2 separate regions of the Sus scrofa genome follow, and region 1 is linked to region 2. Evidence: chromatin contacts called from public HiChIP or PLAC-seq data. All regions are on one chromosome and are shown on one strand. Each heading gives the region's core, a stretch centred on a gene start, on an enhancer-like site or on the middle of the called end of the contact. The rest is flanking DNA. Distances are from core to core; before and after follow the strand shown. Region 1 overlaps RXRA (retinoic acid receptor RXR-alpha). Region 2 has its middle 24 kb from the start of WDR5.

The links. HiChIP or PLAC-seq counts read pairs in DNA pulled down with a chosen protein or histone mark.
Region 1: an H3K27ac HiChIP or PLAC-seq map of alveolar macrophages shows a contact between it and region 2. The contact joins two enhancer-like sites. A contact is called at or near these places in 1 of 47 Hi-C or Micro-C datasets (liver) and 2 of 2 datasets of contacts at active chromatin or transcription factors (alveolar macrophages and skeletal muscle).

The regions. Positions count from the first base shown.
Region 1 is chr1:273,774,510-273,777,209 of Sscrofa11.1, forward strand. It overlaps RXRA (retinoic acid receptor RXR-alpha), which reads left to right. Exons shown (of 10, transcript XM_021071603.1): 3 at 1,838-1,988; 4 at 2,342-2,521. Among named protein-coding and RNA genes, the nearest start is that of RXRA, 77 kb to the left of the region's middle. Within about 2 kb of position 1,297, at least 37 of the 83 cell types and tissues checked have an H3K27ac peak or open chromatin away from gene starts, as enhancers often do. A contact at or near this core is called in alveolar macrophages, where this site is marked.
Region 2 is chr1:273,582,889-273,585,588 of Sscrofa11.1, forward strand. No RefSeq gene overlaps it. Among named protein-coding and RNA genes, the nearest start is that of WDR5, 24 kb to the left of the region's middle. Within about 2 kb of position 1,418, at least 16 of the 83 cell types and tissues checked have an H3K27ac peak or open chromatin away from gene starts, as enhancers often do. A contact at or near this core is called in alveolar macrophages, where this site is marked.

The sequences.
Region 1 (2,700 bases), core at 47-2,546, 190 kb after region 2:
CACTCCTGGCCGCACCCACTTCCTGCGCTTTGCCTGGCGGTCCTTGGGTTTCACGGTCCCCGAGGGTCTGCTCGGTGGCCTTCTGCCTGGGGTGCCGCTTTCTGTCCTCCGAGGCCCAGCTGTGGTGGTGTCCCCGAGGCCTGGTGCTCCTGCAGAGGCCGTTTGCTGCTCCAAGCTGGGTCCGTTAGCCATGCTCTCAGCGCTGCCCACGAACCGCTGTCGCCCTGGCGGTGCCCTTGGATGGAGGTGCTTGTGTTTTCTGGTTTTCAGGCTCAGAGCGGTCAGAGAATTTCCCGAGTTGTGTGCACCCTCCCACCTGCAGGCGAGCTCTGCCGGCCGGGTAGGGCGCATGCTCAGGGGCCTCCAGGCGCCTGTCTGGGCACTCAGGTCTGATGGATGGCACTGCTCAGTGGCTTTGGGCCAGCCTGTCCTCTGGGGCCCCAGGTGCCCCTTCTTGTTTGCTGATGACTCCCAGAGGCCTGAGCTCAGACCTGCGCAGCCACCGAGCAAACGTGTGCCCTCGGCGGTCCCCCGCCCTCCCCAGCTCCGTGTCCGCTCTGGAAAGGAGACCGCAGGGCCGCCGCTCCCTCGGGGCCTGCCCCGTGGGGAAGCCCATGCACAGGAGCACTTAGCAAAGGCGTGGCCCCCCACCTGCTCTGCACCCTTCCCTGGGAGAGGCTCCTGGAGCCTGCAGACCCTGCACTGGGCACGCTCTCAGGTTACACGGGGCGCCTAGTTCTGCGGCTGGTCCCCTGGACATGCTGTCACCCCACCTCCTGAGTGTGGGCAGCCCCAAGAGGCTGGAGCTGGCCTCCCAGCCTCCCTGCAGCCCCCAGGCCCTGTGGGTGACGTGTCCTCGCGGGACAACAGGACCCACAGGCTGGAGGCAGAGCCCAGAGCTGGCTGGGCCAGAAGGGGCACTGCAGGCACCAAGGCTGGGCTGAAACAGCCTTTGGGGTGGTCTGTGCCCTGTGCTTTCCTGTCCCGTGAGAAAGGGGCATGGGAGCCCAGGGCTGCGGGGACGGAAGAGGGTGAGGTTCCCTTGGCAGGAGGGCCCAGCCCCGGGCTACCAGGCACTGCACGGCCGGCTGGCTGCCGTCTGTCCAGAGACATTGCAGGGCTGACTTCCGCCTTTGTTGGGGGTTTGCAGAAGTGGGGGTGCTGGGGGCTGCCAGGCTGGGGTCCTGGCGCCTGCGGAGACCGGCAGGCTCTCAGGAGGCAGCGGGAAGCACCTCTGGGCCCTTGGTGCTGATGGGAGAGCTGGGGTGGGTGCAGCGGAACCAAAACTGCTGTGTCACTGTGGCCGCGGCAGCTGTTGCCAGGGTGACTGGTGAGTTTCCCACGCTTCCTCCTGGCGCAGCGTCAGGCTGGCGGGAGGGGCGGAGGGTGTGTGTGTGTGTGTGTGTGTGTGTGTGTAGAGGGATGGCGTCAACTCCCTTTCTCATTGGGTCGCGTGATCAGAGACCCCCCACCCTGCCCACAGAGGCTGGGACAGTGTCGCCTGCGGGGCTGGACCCTGGCCCTCCTCCCTCCACGCTGTGACCAGGCCTCAGAGCTCATCTGTGGGTGGGGGGTCCTTCAAGCACCTGCCACAGCAGAGGGTCCAGGGGCTCTCGCTGTGCTGTTGGGGGAGCGCCCAGAAATGGCAGGCAGGTCTTATTTAGGTGGGGGTCCCATGGAGGGTGGGACCCCGGAATCAGGACAGCCCCCCCGGCCTGGCTGCCCCCAGTGCGGCTGGGGGTGGGCGGGGCCCCCTCTGCGCCTCGGTTTCTCTGTCTGTAACGTGGGGTGGGGCAGCACCGTCCTGGTGCCAGGCTGACCTGCTTCCCCTCCTCAGCTCAGCTCGCCCATGAACCCGGTCAGCAGCAGCGAGGACATCAAGCCCCCGCTGGGCATCAACGGGGTCCTCAAAGTCCCGGCCCACCCCTCAGGGAACATGGCGTCCTTCACCAAGCACATCTGTGCCATCTGTGGGGACCGCTCCTCAGGTGAGCCCTGGGCACAGCGGGGCTGCAGGACCCCCGAGCGGGGCGAGAGGGGGAGTCTGGCCCGGCCAGAGAGGGGGCCCCGAAGCCTTTCACTCTGGGCCTTCTAGTATGTTTGTGTCGTCGGGGGTGTGGGCAGTAAGTGGTGTGTGGCGCGGAGGCTCCCGGCGGAGGAGGCAGCTGTCAGCGGGGCTGATGGGGGCGCAGGCGGGCTGGGCCCCCCACCCACGCAGCGTGGCAGCCCAGGGCCCGGCCGGCCGTCCTCTCTCCGGGCCGCCGGCTCAGGGGCAGCGAGGCTGAGTCCGGGGTCCTGGGGCGCGGGGAGGCCGGCTCCCTCACTGGCACTGGGCCCGCAGGCAAGCACTACGGGGTGTACAGCTGCGAGGGCTGCAAGGGCTTCTTCAAACGGACGGTGCGCAAGGACCTGACCTACACGTGCCGCGACAACAAGGACTGCCTGATCGACAAGCGCCAGCGGAACCGGTGCCAGTACTGCCGCTACCAGAAGTGCCTGGCCATGGGCATGAAGCGTGAAGGTAGGCACCCCGGGCGGGCGGGGCGGCACCCCCTCCCCGCCCCGGCCTCCTCGTCCAGTCTCCTCTGAGCACCCGGCCCTGGACTCGCAGCTCTGCCTGCCTCGGCTGAGGGGGCGCACGCTCCCCCAGAGGCTGCTCATCCCTGCGGGCTGGGGTCTCGCTCGGCGAATCTTTTTCTT
Region 2 (2,700 bases), core at 168-2,667:
TGCTGAATTTGGCAACCCCGGGAATGGGGAAGAGGACTCCCGCCTTCTGCCCAGGAAGCAGCACCTGCCAAAGCGTCCTCCGGGGTCCCCTTGTGGGCAAAAAGGGAGTGGGCTTGTTTAGCAAACAGTTTCAGTGTTGAACAAAGCCGAGGAGTCTTTCCCCAACCCCTTTTTAAAGAAAAGCCTGCTGGGGGGCCGTGGAGTTTGTGGAAAATGAGGCCTGGGGGCCGGGGGCAAGTCCTTTAGTCCTTTCGTCATCCGTCTTGGCTCCTGGGTGGGGTGCAGGTTCCTCCCTGCGGGAGGGAGAAGGGAGGGCCCAGGGGAGGGAAGGAAGCAGAGGAAGAGGAGGCAGAAGGGCCCTGTCCTTGGCCACACCGGGGCACCCCCTGGGCACAGCTTTGTTGGTTCCGCAAACCCAGGCCCACTCCCGTCCAGCAGTCCCTCGGTCTGCTTTGGCCCCGGGAAGCACCCAGCAAGCGCCGTGTGGGTGACTTCGGGCGGTGATCCGATTGCTCGGAGCAGAATAATCTTCCTTAATAATAGTCAGTGCGCTTATCTGCAGGCACAGGTGGCTTTGGAGAGCTTGATTTTTCCTCTGGGGAAGTTGGCACCTGATGGGGAGAGATGCTGGCATCAGGAGGGTGTCTGAGGCCGGTTTGGGCCCCCAGCATGGCCGTCTCCCTGTCCCAGGAAGCCGTCTGTGGGGCAGGCCTGGCTCCATCAGCTGTTACCGCTTGGGGTTCTTGGCCCCTGCAGGGAAGGGCAGAGCCAGAGGTGGGGGCTCCATGGAAACGCTCTTCCCAACCCCAGCCCCATCCTGCCGAGCGAGGGGTGTCGGGCCACAAGAGCCAAATCCGGATGCAGGGCTTGTATGAGGACACAGCTCACTGGCAGGGCCTGGGGGTACATGAGTGGGGATGGTGGCGGCTGTGCGGGAGCCTGGCCCCTGCCCCGCTTACCTTCAGCGCACAGGCCTCTGCCTGCTGCCTGGCTGGCCCCCAAGGCCTTTCCAGTTTCGGCTGGGAGGCGGAAGCTGTGACATTCCCAGGAACGGCGACAAGCCCCGAGGACTTGTTGCCTTTTGGAACGGAAGGCCTTGGTGACCCTGGAACCTCCAGGGGCTGTCACGAGACTTCCACAGTGGCCGCTGGGTCTCAGGGGGTCAGCCTTAGGCCACGGCTAAGAGCCATCGCACCACACGGGGGCCTTTGGAATCGGCCACCTGAGATGTCCCTGGCCACAGGCTCTTGTTCCGCTGGCCTTGGCATGGCCTATGGGTCGCCCTCCGGGCTGTGGGTTCCTGCCCCTTGCTTGTCTTTGCTCTCCTCGAAGAGGGGCGCCCCAGGCTTGGGCGTCCTGTGCTGCCAGGCAGCCCTTGGTGGGTGGGGAACTGGGCCCTGTCCTCCACCAGGGGGCGGGCTTGCACCTCTCAGGGTCCCCCGGCTGCTGATGAGCTGCTGATGGAGCCGCTGGGGAAGGGCCCGCACCTCCCCTCTAAAGCTCAGCTCAGCCCCGCACGCACAGCCGGCCTTCCTCGCTCAGTCTGGCTCTCTGCGGCCTTGGGAATGAGCCCAGGTTCCTCCCCGCTGGGGCTGGGGCTCAGGGCACCGCTCGCAGGGAGGGCTCTGTGGGGGTGGCTTCAAGGTCCCATTTTCCACGTGGAGAAACCGGGGCTCCGGGCGTTTCCAGGATGCCTGAACGGGGTGCCCCCAGAGCAGCACACACAGTGGGGTCTGGAGCCCAGGCTCCTGGGCCCCGATGGCACAGGAGACTCAGAGGTGCTGCGGGCTGCGTGGGGAAGCATCGGACCTGTGGGGTGCCTGACAGGTGCCCGGCGCCGAAAATCTCTATCGAGGTGTAGCCTGGACACTTTCTAGTGCTGGTTCTTTCAAAAGTCCATCTTTTCTCATTACAGAACACCTATTCTATGCATGTGCATTTAAAACCACACAGGAGGAGTTCCTGTCATGGCTCAGCAGAAACGAACCCAACTCGTATCTGTGAGGACGCGGGTTCGATCCCTGGTCTCGCTCAGCGGGTTGAGGATCCTGTGTTGCCGTGAGCTGTGTAGGTCACAGACAAGGTTGGATCCCGTGTTGCTGGGGCTGTGGTGCAGGCCAGCAGCTGCAGCTCTGATTCGACCCCTTGCCTGGGAACCTCCCTGTGCTGCAGGTGCAGCCCTAAAAAGACAAAAACAAAAAACGAAAAACACAAAACCCACACAGGAGCAAAATAACCCTCCTCTTACCAACCAGCCATTTCCGTGGGCACATTTTTTGCATTTTTGCCCGTTTCCCATGGTAAGACAGCTTTGAGATGACCTCGAGGCACCAGCGCCCTGGGCAGGATCAGCAGTCTTTTTTTTTTCTTTTTCTTTTTTCCTTTTTCCTTCCGTTTCAGCATCTCTCACAATTCTTCCTGGCACCAGAGGACTCTGTCTAGAGGTTTGCTTTCAGGGGAGGGTGGACCGGGTCTGGAGAGGGTGCCTCACTTTCCAGACTTTTCTCTGTGCATTAATGGGCCCAGGTGACCCCGCCCGCCTCCTCCGGTGTTTCCGAGGATGGGGCCTGTTGCTCTGCCCAGGTACAGACTTGGTGCTGTTTCATTGGCTATGAAACGTTGATGGTGGGGAAGGGACAGCTGGAAAAATGTGCTCTCTGAGACCTGCTTTTTCCTCTGCAGTGTCTGCGGAGCCTTCGG